Linked DNA regions of Mus musculus: all the other regions are linked to region 2. The links are chromatin contacts, called in public HiChIP or PLAC-seq maps. All regions are on one chromosome and are shown on one strand. The core of a region is the stretch at or near the end of the contact, and the rest is flanking DNA. Distances in the headings are between cores, read along the strand shown.

Region 1 (3,933 bases), core at 1,210-3,709, 1.8 Mb before region 2:
GAGGGTAGGGAAGAGGAAGAAAGAAAGGGGGGGCAGGCACAGAAGTAGAGGGCCAGACTGGAGATTGATCCAGAAAGCAGATCTCAGTCTCATATTATTGACTGAGTTAACCACAAGGTGATGTATCGTTATGGGTGTTAGGATGTTAGAGGCACAGGCCTTCAGATGGCCAGCAGTAAGGAAGACAGAATTGTCAGACAGTAAAACCAAATGTAATTGACTTTACATTTGGTAAACAATGCTGGCTTGGGTGTGGGTGACAAAATATGCAAAATGCTTACTATTGACCCTGTCCTGCAGCAGTAGATACTGCTATCAAGTCCACAGAAGCACTTGTTAGCACAGGGAAGCCCAGCATGCTCTGTATACAGTACTTCATTTAATCCCTCTGATACCTTTGATTCCATATCTCTTTTGACAGATAGGTAAGCCAAAGAAACAGCATGGAATTTGAACCTGGACCTCTGTGCCTTGGAGGTCTATGGTAATAATAAGCATCATAGAATAGAAATGCGTGTAGGAGTGTGTACTGTCACACTGATAGGAATTCCGTGGCAGCCTCTTATGGCTTCTGTTCATATTGGGTGAGCACTGGGGTCAAATCATTAAATCTACTAATGGATGAAATGCTCCGGGTGCGGTCAGCAGGAGTAGGGTTAGCCGTCTAAAGGAGCAGTAATGATTGGTGTCATCAAATAGAGAACACACATTTCTAAAAAGCAAAAGGCAACTCAGCTGCTTCTCCACTCACATCATGGCATGTGCACTTGGCAACTATCACTACATTGGCTGTTGTCTTATTTTAATGGAAGTATTTCTTTGCATGTGTCTCCTCCCTTCATGATTGACTATGGTGTGCTGTGTTTTCCTCTAAAAAAAAAAAAAGAATCATAGCTTGGAGTCTGTTTGATCTCTATTTTTAGAAACAAGTCACATTTTCATGTGAATCTGTTTAAATTTAAATTGATCCCACTTGCTTGAATGATGTGAAATGCTGGTGTTCCTATGGCCTCTCTTATGCTTTTTGATATTTTATGTGCTCTCCAATCAGTTGGACAGATAACAGGTGGAGCCCAGGAACCTGGTCACTGCTGCTCTAACACTGCTCCTGGACTTAGCCCCACAGATGACGGGGTGACACCCATGAGGAAACCGGAGGTCAACCTGGGCAGAGGTAAGGGCTGGCTGTTACCTAGTGACGATCCTTAGGAATTCTCTACAGATGCTGCCCTGTCTCTGTCTTTCATCTTCAAGTCCTTGTTTTGTCCATTTGCCCCTTTTAAATTAACTATAATTAATTTTATTCTCTTCTAATGGATATGGGATATGATGGCAGGAGTTGGCTCAGAGTCCTGAAGAGGAGTTTTGATACTGAAATTAGCTATAAATGCTGTGTTTTAAAAAATGCATTGATGCTTAAGATAAAAAACAAAAATAAAATTTCTGGTGTTAATTTTCAGATTAATCATATGCTATAGCCATATTCTCCATTAACTGACCAAACAGGTGAATATATCTTTGATAACAAGGTAATGGACATTAAGAGCTCCAGTAGATCATTCTTTACAAGGGTTCGTGTAAACTTTTCAGCCTTTTCAGAATTAGGGAAGAATTCAGTGCTGTCGATGTATAATGGGACTGATAGCTCATCTTCAGGATTGCCAACTAAGCAGCAAGTCAACGAACGTGACTCACACATCTGCTCAATGTTCTATGTCTGCGATGAATGCTGTTCTAAAATCACTCTGGTTTGAATGTATATGTGGCTGGGAACTTATTCTTTTTACCACATCATCGCATCTCCAATGTTTAACACAAGTTATCAAGCACGATGAGACAGCTTCATGGATGCCATAGAAGGTACATGAGAGACGTCCTTCCGCTTTGGTCATCATGAAAGGGTCAGGTGACATTTGCAGTGGAGTCACAGGAGAGCGAAGCTGAACTATTGGAGGGACATCCCTTTAGAGGAATTTTGGTGAACCTCCCAAACACACATTATACACAAGGATGTTCTCGAGGAGTCTGCACTCCTGGAAGGAAGTTTAGGCCTTGGGAAGAAAAAAGGGGGGGGGGGTCATGAGGCTCTTACAACCAGATGCAGTACTGACCACACAAACAACACTATTGACTGCCACAAGAATTTTGCCACTTGAATATGGATACTACCATTTTATAGGTAAGAAAATGAAAGCTTAGAGAAGTGCCTTTTGCTAGGTTCGTGTAGCTAGTAAACACAAGAGCTACATGTGCACTAAGCCTATCCGACCCCCACCCACCAGGCACATGCTCCAGACGCAGATCCAGTGGGCCTGTTGATGAATACTGCTCTGTAAAATGCTTCCTCAAAGCTCATGAGATTGCCATGAAAACTACTCTTTTTACTCACTGCTATCTCTGAGGAAGGCTTCAATTACCCACTCTCTGGTGCTTTGGGAATGCTCTGTTTGACTTCTCTGTGCTGTGTGTGTTCATATAATAGCTCAGCTGGGTGTCATTAGCACATTTTCTCCCAGAATTTAGACAGTATATTATTACATGGTGACTAGGCAATTTTATTCCCCTGTTTTCATGAATGCTCTTTAATTAATCCATAAATTTAGAGGGCAGGTTTAAAAACCAGATGACATTATTTAAGTGTTTTCCATAACTGACTTTTCAATAACATTTTGGGCAGGAATTTGAACAGTGACAGATAAACTAAGAAGAAATTTGACATCCTGGGCTTCTCACCATTGTTCCAACATAGTTCTGTTCTAAATCAGTCACAGTCTGTAGTGAAATAAAAATGAACTACATCTTTTTTCAGGTGACTTTGCTACATGCCATCTGGGCAGGCAGTTTGACTCTACATATCCCTCCAGAGCTCTTATGTACAGTTTTGGAAATTACCAATTGAATCCCTTATGAGTAGATGACTCATAAAAACCAACCTTAGCCTCATTGAGAGACCTGGATTATTAAATTTTTACACCTTTGTAAAAATGTAAAAACATATTTCTAAGTATAGATTTTAAGGGAATGTCATGTCAGCTCTTTTTTGCCTATTATCCAGGTGGTTTGTAGTACTACCTGGCAAGAGACTGAGGCAGACAACAAAGAATATGTTTGAAGAGTGGAGTGTCAACATTGTAGAGTGTGTGGAGGGGAAAGGGGGAAGATAAGACCAGGGTTTTGGTTTCTCTTAGATTGTCACTGGCAGTACTATAGGTAAAATAGTTACCAAAAAGTGAAATCAAGGCCAAGTTGAGAAGATAAAGGACTCAGTACCAAACATGGCGATCTGAGTTCCGTCCCTGGCTTCCACACAGTGGAGGGAGAAAACTGACCTCTGACCTCCATTTGCACACTGTGGTATGCAAACAACCACTCCCCACACACACAATATACAAATGCAAAAAAAGTGAGAACTCAAGGGCGCAAAGAAAATAAGGAAGATATGTTTGCATAAGTTTACATTATATACTGGTAGAATAATTTGTAATAATTCATAGAATCTGTACATGTGTCCTTTTGTGTGTATATGTACATGTGTATGTATTTGTCTATCTGTCTTGGGTAATTTTCTATTACTGTGATAAAACACCATGACCAAGTGTGTTAGTCAGGGTTTTCTAGATAACAATGTGTAAAATGTATCTCTCTATGTGTACAGAAAGTGGATTTATTAGAATGATCTTTAGACTGTGGTCCAGCTAATCCAATCATCGTTGTTCAGCCCGACAATCTCATCCAGTCTTTATCATGTGCTTGCGTTCTGAATAAGTAGGCTCCGATGCCAATGAAGAAATGGACTTACTAGAGAGAGCAAGAGAAAACAAAGAGACAGAACTTCCTTCTTTTGTGTCTTTTACATAGGCTGTCAGAAGAAGGTATCGCCAAATTAAAGGTGGATGTTCCCACCTCAAAGATCTGTATTATAAGTGGGTCTCC
Region 2 (3,474 bases), core at 866-3,365:
GATAATTTTAAGCTTTATCCAGAGTGCACTGCCAAGAATGTTAAATGAAGTACACAAGAGGAGAGCTTTAGGTATCTGGCATCAATATTAGTGGGAGGCTGCCATTTGACAATAATTTCCCTAGCACAGCAGACGGTAAAGAAAAATGTTTTCATTCATCCGCAAATGACTAACATTTTATTGATGTTTCGAAATGCGGCTGAATACTACCGCACTTTCAATTCCCGAGCGGGTTCTGAGAATTAAGCCTGAATACTAATCACATCAGTAGCTCCTGCTGCAAACCTCTCCGTTAATTGCTGAGCCTCGCAGGGAATCTTCTGCAGGGTGGTGATGTTGCTTAGAGGCTCCTGGATAGTCAGTCTGGGTGGTCCCGGGTGATGTGAATTGCTGGCCCTACCCCATCTATCCTTAGACAACGTGATAAATAAAAATAAAAAATAAAAAGCCACCTTGGGTACCACCAACATCTATGACTCCTGCCTGCCTCATCAAGAGCTCAGTCTGGGGAGGAAGCCGGATGCTGACCCCTGCAGAGATCCTTGCTTCAGTGCGCTCTGCCGCGGGGCCCTGCTGGCGTTCAGAAAAAAATAAAAGAATAAAATAAATAAATAAATAAATAAATAAATAAATAAATAAAGGAGTTCAAATGAGCACCAGTGAAAGACGAATGTGTTTTGTAAATACCGCTACAGGCGGAAGGTGGGGGAAACCAAGTGGTGAGGGTAAGTTATTTCTAACCACCAGCTTCCCAAACTCCTCATGGGCACTGGAATCGCTGTTCTGGATTCAGATTCTCTCATTGATTTGCAAATCGCCTGGAAGACCTCTAGGATCTTAGGGTTGAAAATGAGTGCCAGAAAGGGGGTGGGGGGGGGGGAAGAGTGGACTATGGGGTGACCCCCGTGCCTTGTACCCTGTTTTGCCCTGACCTGGGCGTAGGCTAGCAGATCCGCGGGACACTGCTTGCCCCTTGAGGGGTTGAGGTTACTGCTCAAAGGATGCAGGTCCACCCCAACTGGGAGGCGGTGAAAAAAAAAAATACAACTGGGACTCTTTAAAGCCGAGGAATGCCTTGGCTTCAACCGAATGCGCAAGCCTTCCGCCCAGTAGGCTCAAATGGGTTAAACTGCCTCTTACATAACAGGACCGCCTAGCTCCACACAATTAAAACACTGATTGCAGCCTCCTCCAACTCTGCATCCCAGTAAGGCCCGCCCATCCCTCCCGTTGCGCCTGCGTGTCGCGCGCTCCCGGGCCCAGCACGCGCCCTGCACACTCCATCTCCCTCTCACAAGTGGACACTCTGTGCTGACACCACACGCGCACACACACTCATGCGCAAGTTAGTATCAAGACGCACAGAGAAGGGCAGGCGTTCTCCAGTACGCACAGGCGGACTCACACACGCACTAGCTTTCGGTCGGCATGCCCGAATCACTATACTGTCCCCGTAAAGCAGCAGCGCCGCCACAATCCCTGCTTATCTCCAAGAGAGGGTGAAAAGAAATACCCCCACTAAAGGAAAAATAAGGAACGGAGGGAAGGAAACAGGAAGGGGAGAGAAGAGAGGAGAGGAGAGGAGAGGAGAGGAGAGGAGAGGAGAGGAGAGGAGAGGAGAGGGGAGGGGAGGGGAGGGGAGGGGAGGGGAGGGGAGGGGAGGGGAGAGGAGAGGAGAGGAGAGGAGAGGAGAGGAAGAGAGAGAAGAGAGAGCTAACTGGCAGTTTATTAACAGCGCTATTAGCTAGTCAGGATTAAAAAAAAAATACAAGACAACAACAAAAAAAGCCAACTCACTCAGTCTCAGGCGTCATGATGGCGCCGACCCCAACTTGAGCACTTTAAAGTCGGGGGCCCGAGGAGCCGAAAGCACCAGAGGGCAGGCCTGGCCCTTATGCCCTGACTTCCCAGCCCCGCGGCTCGCAAAGCTCTCTAGTTCGCGCTGCCAAGCCGGACTAGACCTCGGCGTATCCTCAGTCGCCCTAGCTTCCCAGTCCCTCTTCTTTCCTCTTTTTGATCTATCTCTTTCGCTTCTCCGGCCCCCCTCCCTGCCTGGTCCTCCATCCCTGGGCGGGGTTGCTACGGAAACGGCCGCTTGGCAACGCGCGCGAGCCCGGGGGCCGCCGGCCGCTGCTGCGCCCCGCGCTGCCTGCGCCGCCTCCCGCGCTCTGCTCGCAGCCTCGCAGGACGGTGTGCGGCCGCCAGGGATTAGCCACGCTCCGGACGCGGCCGGGCGCCCCGAAGGAGGTGGAGCGCGGTGCCAGGGGGCGGGAGGGGAGGGAGGGAAGGCAAGCTGCAGAGGAGCAGAAAGGAGGCGAGGCCGGGGAAAGAGGGAAACTACGCCCGACAACTAGGGAGGGGGCGAGAAAGAGAAGAAACCCACCCACCCACTCAGAAAAAGGAAAAGAGGAAAAAAAATCTCGTGTGGCGCGCCGCCTGGTTATCGGGCAGCCTCGCCAGCAGCAGGGGGTGGGAGCCGACGCTGCCGGAGAGCGAGCAGCCTGGCAGGCACGGACATGGTGCTCCTGGCGCAGGGCGCTTGTTGCTCGAACCAGTGGCTGGCGGCGGTGCTTCTGAGCCTGTGCTCTTGCCTCCCGGCCGGGCAGAGCGTGGACTTCCCTTGGGCGGCCGTGGACAACATGCTGGTGAGGAAAGGTGACACAGCGGTGCTCAGGTAGGGACCGCGCGCCCTCTCTACACTTGCCTCAGTCTGTCTTTCCGTCCCTTTCCCTCTCTGCACCTTGCTTTACACCCAGAGTGAATCCTGCTGTTGCTCACGAGCAAAAACACCACACCTCAGGCTAGCCACGCATGACCCTTCCTGGGCTTCTCGGACCCCGGGGCAGGGGTCTGGCTGGATTAGGGAGAGAGGGAAAAGCGCTTTCCAAGCAGCCCGGGCTTAGGAAGTGTGGGGCTTGAAGGAGGGGCAGGTGCCACTTTGGAGCCAGGTCTCCGCTCTGCTGCCAGCGGTACTCCAGGAGTCTGACAAGTTTACAGGGCTTGTTTCTGCTTCACTCCGTAAGCGACTTTTCTCAACTGCTGGCTCTGTGCTCCATTTATTTTCCCTCTCACTTGAACAGTAAGATCCAAATATTCCATTCAGCTTTTTTCCCCCTCCTGTAGCTGCTTTCCTTCTGTGTTTCCCTCTTCCTCTGTCCCCTATCCCATTTCTCCAACTCCCTCTTCAGTCACCCCTATTGCCTCCAGTCTCTGGTTTACTCCTATGCTATAGTGTTCCCAGTGTTTCCCTCACACCTTAGTTCCTGTCATTCCTTATTCTCCCTGTTTTTCCAGATTTCCCTTTCCACTAATTTCCGGTCCTCACCATAGCCCTTGTCTTCCCCTCCCAGACCATCATCTGTCTCCAGCTTTGCCTCCCATGCACTTTTCTGTCACACCCACACTCAAGGTCCAGTACCATATTCAGATCCCATAAATCTCGATTTTATGAGCACACTCCCTCTCAGCTCTCCC
Region 3 (3,686 bases), core at 1,064-3,563, 1.5 Mb before region 2:
AGCTGAAACAGACATGGACAACTGGCCAATGTCTAACTTCTTGGCTGGTGTGCTGACTGGTTTTATGTGGACTTGATACAAGCTAGAGTCACTGGAGAGGAGGGAGCCTCAGTTGAGAAAATGCCTCAGTAAGAGTGTGCTGTGGACAAGCCTGTGAGGCAATGGTTTTCAACTTTCATAATGCTGAGTCCCTTTAATACAGCTCTGTATGTTATGGTGACCCCAAACCATAAAACCATTTTCATGCTATTTCATAACTGCAATTTTGCACCTGTTATGAATCATAATGTAAATGTCTGTGTTTTGCAATAGTCTTAGGTTGACTCTGAAAGAATAGCTCCATCTCCAAAGGAATTGCAACGTACAGGTTGAGAACTACTGCTGTATGACATTTTTTCTTAATGAGAGATTTATGGGAGGAGGGCCCAGGTCATTTTGGATACTGCTACCATTGAGAAGGTGGTCCTGGGTTGTATAAGAAAGCAGGCTGAGCAAGCCTGTAACCAGCAACCCACCCTAGTCTGCACCAGCTCCTGCCTCCAGGTTCCTAACCCTACTTGAGTTCCTGCTCTCACTGCTTTTAATGATGAAATGTGATATGTAACCATGAGTGAGATAAGCCCTTCCCTCCACAAGATGCCTTGGATGTGAAGTTTCATGGTAACACTGGTAAAGCTAAGACAGTTGGAAAGCTTGTTGCATTGAAACATACCTAGTTTCTCAGCATCAGATTCAAATTCTCTAGGAGGTTTTTGGTACAAATTGGGTTCCTGCCCCTCTTGTCTAAACATTGTGTGCCTTACAGGGTTGTGATGCTGTCCCAGTCCAGGATGTTTTTGTTGTTGTTTTGTTATTGTTGTTGTTCTTTGTATAATAAAGCAGAAGCGGATATCACACATATTACAAAAATGAGGGTAAAATAATTTTCTGTCCCACTGTAAGACAGCCTTCAATGTATACAGAGCAAGGGAATTATATTCAGGCCCTGAGCAAAGGAATTATACTCAGCCTTCCTGGAGAAGGCCTCCAATATCTACAGGGGGTTGGTAAAACTTCTCTTATTCCTCAAGGAGACTCAGGTCTAGCATCAGCAAACCTGGCAAATAAGCAATACTGTTTGTTAGTGGCACGGAATAAATAATTTAGTGATTAATTCCAGAGTAGGTTACTTGGAATAGTGACAGCTTGTGCCCAATTGCCTATTCTCCAAGCTCTTCTCCCTCAACTTTTGTGAGGACAGAATTTAGGTTATAGTTTAGTGAGGGAGGTGTGATCTTTCCATTTTGGGAGCCACATGAATTCTTATGAACAGATAACTTGGCACTCTAAAGTTTAGTCTGGTTATACCCAAGACTTAGCCTATTTATTGCTAAGGCTTTATGCTTGCACGCACATCATACCTAAAAACAAAATATGGAGACATGTATTTTAAAAAGTAAAAACTCTGACTTTACCCAAAGATGTGTCTTAGTTCTTGAAATTCATTTTCTTTGATCTGCAGGTCATCTTCCAGCCTTTCTATTATAATAGCATAAGATTCACTAACTTTCTTCTTCCATTCATCTGGAAAAGAAAAACAAATAGGATTGATTCATAATTGCATTTTGCAAAATGTAGACAGAGATCATAGCATACAAGTAATCAAAACCCTGTTTTTTATTCTCAATTCTACAATACTTAATTTAAATGACTGATTGTGGGTTTAATGCAGATGTTTATGTTTGTAATGCAATCACTTTGGGATTGTAGTAATTAAGAACCCATTTGATATTGTACAATATATTTACATAAAAGAGTATATTTGACTTATCTTATTGATTTTATTGCATTTTAATTGCAGCAATCTCATTGCTAGACAGTATCTTTTGCTTTTAAATACTAGATACTTAAGATATAATTCTAAAATTTCTATACTCAATAGTTCTTCAAACTTTCTATCATATTATACGAAAGGACTAAACCAATATTTTTTAACAAGAAGTTCTCTGTTTTCCTTTAGAACTGTTTCAGGGAAAAGGAGTAAGTTCAAATAAACTCAACACTTAATATTCTCTGCATTCAGATCGGCACACATCTCAGTGATTTGAAACACATCCACTCTTAGGAGTGAGTTGTGTTGCATGTAAGAAAGCGAGAAATGTTAGCAGAACATGGTGGAAATCAGAAGGCTTACCAGAACAAGTCTGTGTCGGTCTGGATTTGTAATTCCCCATTTTAAAGAAGTCTGCTTTCCTCCTGTGCTGCCCTTCACGATATAAGATTCCAAGTTCTAGCGCTGAAACAGACCAGTTGAAAATATGTTGATAGTCTTTCTAAAAATAAGCCAAGTGCTGAATGGAATGTCATGCAAGGACGTCAGAGAGCAAGGCAGAGTGTGCCTTCAAAGGTGAGCTGATCGTGTAGTGGCTGGGTTTGTTTTAAGGGAGCTGTGTGAAAGGTAAACAGCAAGCATTTCAGTTGTGCTATTGGCTTCCATCAGTGGATTGCTTGTTCATCCACACATGCCCTCTGGGTAGGCCAGTTCCTCAATGAGTGAACATGGAAAGTGACTGGTGATTCTGAGCTCCACTGAAAGAGACTCCAGCCAGCCAGCCAGTGTTTGGCATCTTTGGCACCGGTGAAACAGTGGAAGTTGTCCATGTGAAGAAACAGAAATTCCTATCAATCAGCACTGGGTTGAGACCTGCATGTGTATCTGCAGGGACTAGGGTTCACACACACACACACACACACACACACACACACACACACACACACACACACACACCATGACCATTGCAGTTGATTATTCCTACCTAAGTCACAGACAAGAAAAAAGACATAGTGCTTTATAAATACCAATTTATCATAAGAACAACAGTGATCAGAAAAACATTTCAACATTGCTTTCTTACACATTTCTGGGCAATAAGCAGAATTATGAATTTTTTTATGTCAGTTCCAAACAGGGAGTGGAGCCCAAAGTTGATCCTGAACCATTCGACACTGACGTCTAAGACTGCCGTTATTTCTGATGTGCTGTGTCCTGAGTTATTCCACACACCTTCCATTTACTTCACACTGTTGCTTTTTTTCCACGCACATTTGCACTGAAATAAATGAACCCAGTGTGGGATGGAAAAAAAATGGAAATAACATAGGAAACTTATTGGTTATTTTCTATATATTTCTTCTAGGTGATCTTACTGTGTATGAGAGCTGTAAATTCCAATCTTGAAAGTCACACTTAGCTTTAACGTAGGAGGTGTTGGATTCACATTTACTATGATCAAATATTCAAATGGCTCTTCTTAAACAAATGCTTAGATGAGTTAAGGAATCCTCATGCCCTGCCTTAGCAAGCTAAAGGAAAGGTCCCCAGGGAAGGGCTGCCCTACTGATAAAATAAGTCGAACTCAGTACCTGGCTTTGTACTTGTGTCTACTCTTGGTGGTTTGGACTCTCTTCTTGTCATTAAGGCCTGTCAGGGATATGTAGAGTTTATATAGTGCAGGGTCCTCTGGTCACTTTGATCTGTAGTTCTTCAGTTTTCTCCTTTGAAAGCTAGACACTGTTGATTTTGCCAGCTAGTTCCCAGTACTGTGTGACCCCCATGCAGCTTGTTCTAAGCATGGTGAAACCCCAATTCTCTCTGTTTTGAGAGCCTAGCTTCCCTCAGACAAGCTGTTCTCTGATTCACCAGCCCA
Region 4 (3,813 bases), core at 395-2,894, 1.2 Mb before region 2:
ATTTAAACACTTCTGTTTATTAATGAGATAAATATAATATGTATACACACACACACACACACACACACACACACACACACACACACCCACACATGCAGCCATTTCTGAATGTCAAATAACCCCTCTGAGTTTTCTCCTTGAGTCTCAAATGCCACTTGAGGACTCTGCTTCCTCACAGTCATCCTTTCTTTATGAAGTGATGCCATATGCAAACAATGACAGCATTTTCAATACCTTTCTCTGGAAACCAAAGACATTTGACCCAGAAAAGATGCAGCTAGACACAGACGCCATGGGTGGTACTAACCATTCAGTTCACCCAGCATTCACAGCCTGGGGATCCAATAGGTCTAGAGGATTTGCTAGAAAATCCACAGGAGGAAATGTCCCTTTGCCTTACACAGTTACTGTCACATGTCCCTTGGGGTAGTCACTTTGTTTACATCTCTTTGTGGGAGTTTGGGGAAGGAATTCACATGGACACAATATTTCCCAAGGTTCCTGTTCTTTTTGCTGGTTCCTGGGTTGCCAATAGCCACCTTTAAAATATGCACAGCTCTGCCTGTTTGACATATATTTATTTTTGTAAACTTTGAAACGTTAAAGGGAAAAAAAAGGCCAACTGCAGTTTAAATACACAGGATACTTGCACTTGTAGAAAATCTGTGGTTGCTTGGCAACCAGAGGGTGACTGTTTGAGGAGCTCAGGGAGCTTTGACAATGTGACTTCAAGACAGGTGAAGGGCAGTAGGAGGCACTGAGTCTGCTGAAAGGAATCGCAACATGGAAGCATCATTTAAATAAAGATTCATCTCTCTGTGTGATGATTCTAAGGAGGTAAATTTCTAACATACTGCCCCCCTCTACAGATGTAACTGGGGGTTCAGAGGAAAGTAGCCTCAGATTAGAATTGTATCATAGGAATAGGCCACGTGCAGGCAGGATGCTGTCCTAGCTTCTGGGACTTTCTGTTTATCACCAGAGTAGCCATACTGCCTTATGAGTCAGTGACACATTAGAGAAAAAGACTTGATTTGGAAAAGTCTCTTAAACTTAATAAAGATCAGTGATCATTAACATGGACCGCATGCTGACTCAATCAGCACAGGGCTCTGCTAATCACAGGCTTTTTTTTTCTCGTGTCCATCTGTTTGTAAGAATTCTGAGAATCTGTTCCAGATGTTCATGTAAATATAATAGGTCAGTTCCATGCAAAAATAACATTCTCTACCATGCATGTGTGGCCCTCTATATATTCACACTGTCAGCTGTATTTAGTCTTCAGTGATATAAATAATAATAAAATATACAAATTTCTAAGTGTCATGGTGAACTGTTTTGTCCCCCTCTTCTGGTCCCCTCTCCTTCCTCTTTCCATACCTCATCCCCTCTCCCTTGCCTACCTTTTCTTCCTTTCCCTCTCCCTTTTCCTTCTCCTTCTGATGCCTCTCTTCTCTCTATCTCCCTCCTTGTGTATGAGTTGTATGTATGTTTTGCTGAGTAGTTTTTCCCAGCCTAATACAGCAGTGATTCTGTGCTCTATCTGTAAGTAGCAGCATAAAAGTCACATGTGACTGCTGTGTTCTCTGCTTATAGCATTAACACTCTCCAGACTAGCACATCACATATGGCCAGGCTGAAAAGTGAAGACGCAGTGTGTTTCTTGCTGAGTGTTGAAGGGCCATGGTCCCTGCTAGATCTGTCTTGACTACAGACATGTCTCTGCCCTGACCGCCCCTCCCCAGCCTCCATCCTCTGAAAACTCACTAAATTCAAACAAAGGGCAGACATATGGCATTTACAGACTTGTTTTGCATAATAAATGACTGAGTTGATCAAACTGAAAGATTATGGAAGTGGTCAGCTGAAAGATTGTAAGAATCAAATTAGGGCAAATTTGAGCCTTTTTTTTTTTTTTAAGAAGAAGAAGAAAGTGCATTTTAAAATAGCTCCCTGTACAATAGGCTTGAAAGTATGTCTCAGTCACTACCAGTTTTATGGCAACTAAAAAAATGTTTGAAACCAGCTGGTTGTAGATATGGCAATCAAATCTAATCTAAATCATGGTGTAATGTTAAAAAAAGGAATCAATTTAAAGAGCTTTGGACCAAAGGCGAGCTGCACAATGAGTATTAATCCCCAACAACGAATTCTCGTTTAACCCGAGTTCAGAGGTTGGTAAATTAGATGCTCTAGTAAATTTAGTTGTAGAATATTTCCTAGATAATCAAAGAAAACGGACCTGTACACTGTTAGAAAGAAAGGAAAAGTAACCCTCATGGAATAATAATAAAATCAACTTAACAGGAAAAAAAAAGGAGGGAGGCTAACCCTGTGACATCACAGGAAGGCAAAACAAGCCAATTCCCAAGCCACTCTGCACTCTAAGGCAAACTACAGGTCAGAGCCATCCCAGTCTTAGCCTTGAATGAGAACTTGCTGCATCAATTTAGGAAAGGGTGACATGAAAAAAATTAATAAAAGTGTACTCAAATATCTGTCTTCTTTGTCTGACTACAATCTACCCTTTGCATTAATTTTTAATTGGGTAAAAAATATATTAAGGGACACAATCATAAATTATTTCATGTGACATATTCTTAATTACTTTTTAATGTATACATGTTTTTTCTCCTAAATATCTTTCCAGATTATTCAGGAGTGTATAAGACACACGCTTAGATATTGGAGAATATTGGGTATGCTCCCACTGAAGACAGTTAGACTCCTGCCCTGGAGATAAATTTGTGAGGTTCTTTGTAAAGACACCAAAGGTTGAACTGTAAAACCACAGGCTTTACAAAGGGGGGAGATTATCACGCAGAATTATTTTATGGAGCTGATGTATTTTCATAAAACTTTAGAGAGAGAGGAAAGGCAGAGGCCAGGGACGCAACTGGAAGAAGCAGCAGAGATCAAAGTATGGGGAGGAGCTGACATGTTATCTTTCCTTGAATGTGAGTCACTTCAAGAACAAAGAAATCCAACAGCCTTTTAAACCTGAACTGTCTCTAAAGGATAATCTGCATGCAAACAGTCCTAGAGATCCAAACAAATTAACTCTATCACATCCTGAAAGATCTGCGAAGGACACTTCCCTTCTGCAGCTTGGAGAGAGGAGGATGTTAGACTGAACCATAGTAGACTCGGCAGAAATATGTGTTGTGTTAAACCGTCAACACTGACAACTGTTAGTTACCAATAGCAATAATAGACAACAGATACACTGCTTCCCTTTCACAGACACTGTGTGGGTGCAACTGTTAGACCTGGCCATGAATTTCCACTTGAAATGATGTACTGAAGTCTTTGACATAGCAAAACACAGACTAAGTTATTATTCTACCTCATGGGATCTATTGTGTTCTATATGTTTACACAGCCATTATGTCTATTGATGGACATACATACTGTTTCCAAACTTCTACTATTATGCTACAGCACATGGCAGGTATGTGGCATCCACAAGCAGTATACAGTCAGGGTACATACAGGTATATCATCTTCATCAACACGCACATAATGCACATGATAAATAATGCACATAGAGTAAACTCTGACCTATTATGTAGAGGATGCTAGTTTCAGACTGAGGCAACTTTGGCCATGTATCTAGTAGGTAATGCTCTTTTTTGTACTTTATTATTATTTATGAGGTATAGAGTTTGGGTGTTTTTTCCTGGTTCTCGTGATAAGTTATGGAGTCATTCTATCATTGCTATGCTCTATATTCCTAACATGTTTTCTTTTTGCTTCTACTTCTGTTCAGGCTGTTGATAAATAGTAGACAATTTTGACAGCATCTTTTGTTGT

Evidence for each region. HiChIP or PLAC-seq counts read pairs in DNA pulled down with a chosen protein or histone mark.
Region 1: an H3K27ac HiChIP or PLAC-seq map of SST interneurons shows a contact between it and region 2, with 5 times the contacts expected there. The contact joins the enhancer-like site here to the promoter of Negr1 in region 2. A contact is called at or near these places in 4 of 39 promoter capture datasets (hippocampal neurons, liver and pre-B cells), 3 of 115 datasets of contacts at active chromatin or transcription factors (SST interneurons, astrocytes and embryonic forebrain) and 1 of 9 other capture datasets (embryonic stem cells).
Region 3: a contact with region 2 is called in an H3K4me3 HiChIP or PLAC-seq map of stem cell-derived neural progenitor cells, with 6 times the contacts expected there. The contact joins the promoter of Tnni3k here to the promoter of Negr1 in region 2. A contact is called at or near these places in 4 of 39 promoter capture datasets (the 3T3-L1 cell line and liver) and 2 of 115 datasets of contacts at active chromatin or transcription factors (forebrain and stem cell-derived neural progenitor cells).
Region 4: an H3K4me3 HiChIP or PLAC-seq map of embryonic forebrain shows a contact between it and region 2, with 5 times the contacts expected there. The contact joins the enhancer-like site here to the promoter of Negr1 in region 2. A contact is called at or near these places in 6 of 39 promoter capture datasets (the 3T3-L1 cell line, the C10 cell line, cranial neural crest and 3 more) and 3 of 115 datasets of contacts at active chromatin or transcription factors (astrocytes, embryonic forebrain and neural progenitor cells).

Annotation. Positions count from the first base shown.
Region 1 is chr3:154,755,907-154,759,839 of GRCm38.p6, forward strand. It overlaps a transcript of Erich3 not described here. Among named protein-coding and RNA genes, the nearest start is that of Gm20389, 47 kb to the left of the region's middle. Within about 2 kb of position 2,460, at least 8 of the 459 cell types and tissues checked have an H3K27ac peak or open chromatin away from gene starts, as enhancers often do. A contact at or near this core is called in SST interneurons, where this site is marked.
Region 2 is chr3:156,559,679-156,563,152 of GRCm38.p6, forward strand. Negr1 (neuronal growth regulator 1) reads left to right here and starts at 2,116. Exons shown (of 7, transcript NM_001039094.3): 1 at 2,116-2,674. The coding sequence starts at 2,517. 4930570G19Rik (RIKEN cDNA 4930570G19 gene) reads right to left here and starts at 2,009. Exons shown (of 4, transcript NR_040399.1): 1 at 1,798-2,009.
Region 3 is chr3:155,053,094-155,056,779 of GRCm38.p6, forward strand. It overlaps Tnni3k (TNNI3 interacting kinase), which reads right to left and starts at 2,314. Exons shown (of 25, transcript NM_177066.5): 1 at 2,174-2,314; 2 at 1,455-1,563. The coding sequence starts at 2,213.
Region 4 is chr3:155,408,402-155,412,214 of GRCm38.p6, forward strand. No RefSeq gene overlaps it. Among named protein-coding and RNA genes, the nearest start is that of Gm33266, 120 kb to the right of the region's middle. Within about 2 kb of position 1,645, at least 9 of the 459 cell types and tissues checked have an H3K27ac peak or open chromatin away from gene starts, as enhancers often do. A contact at or near this core is called in embryonic forebrain and second pharyngeal arch cranial neural crest, where this site is marked.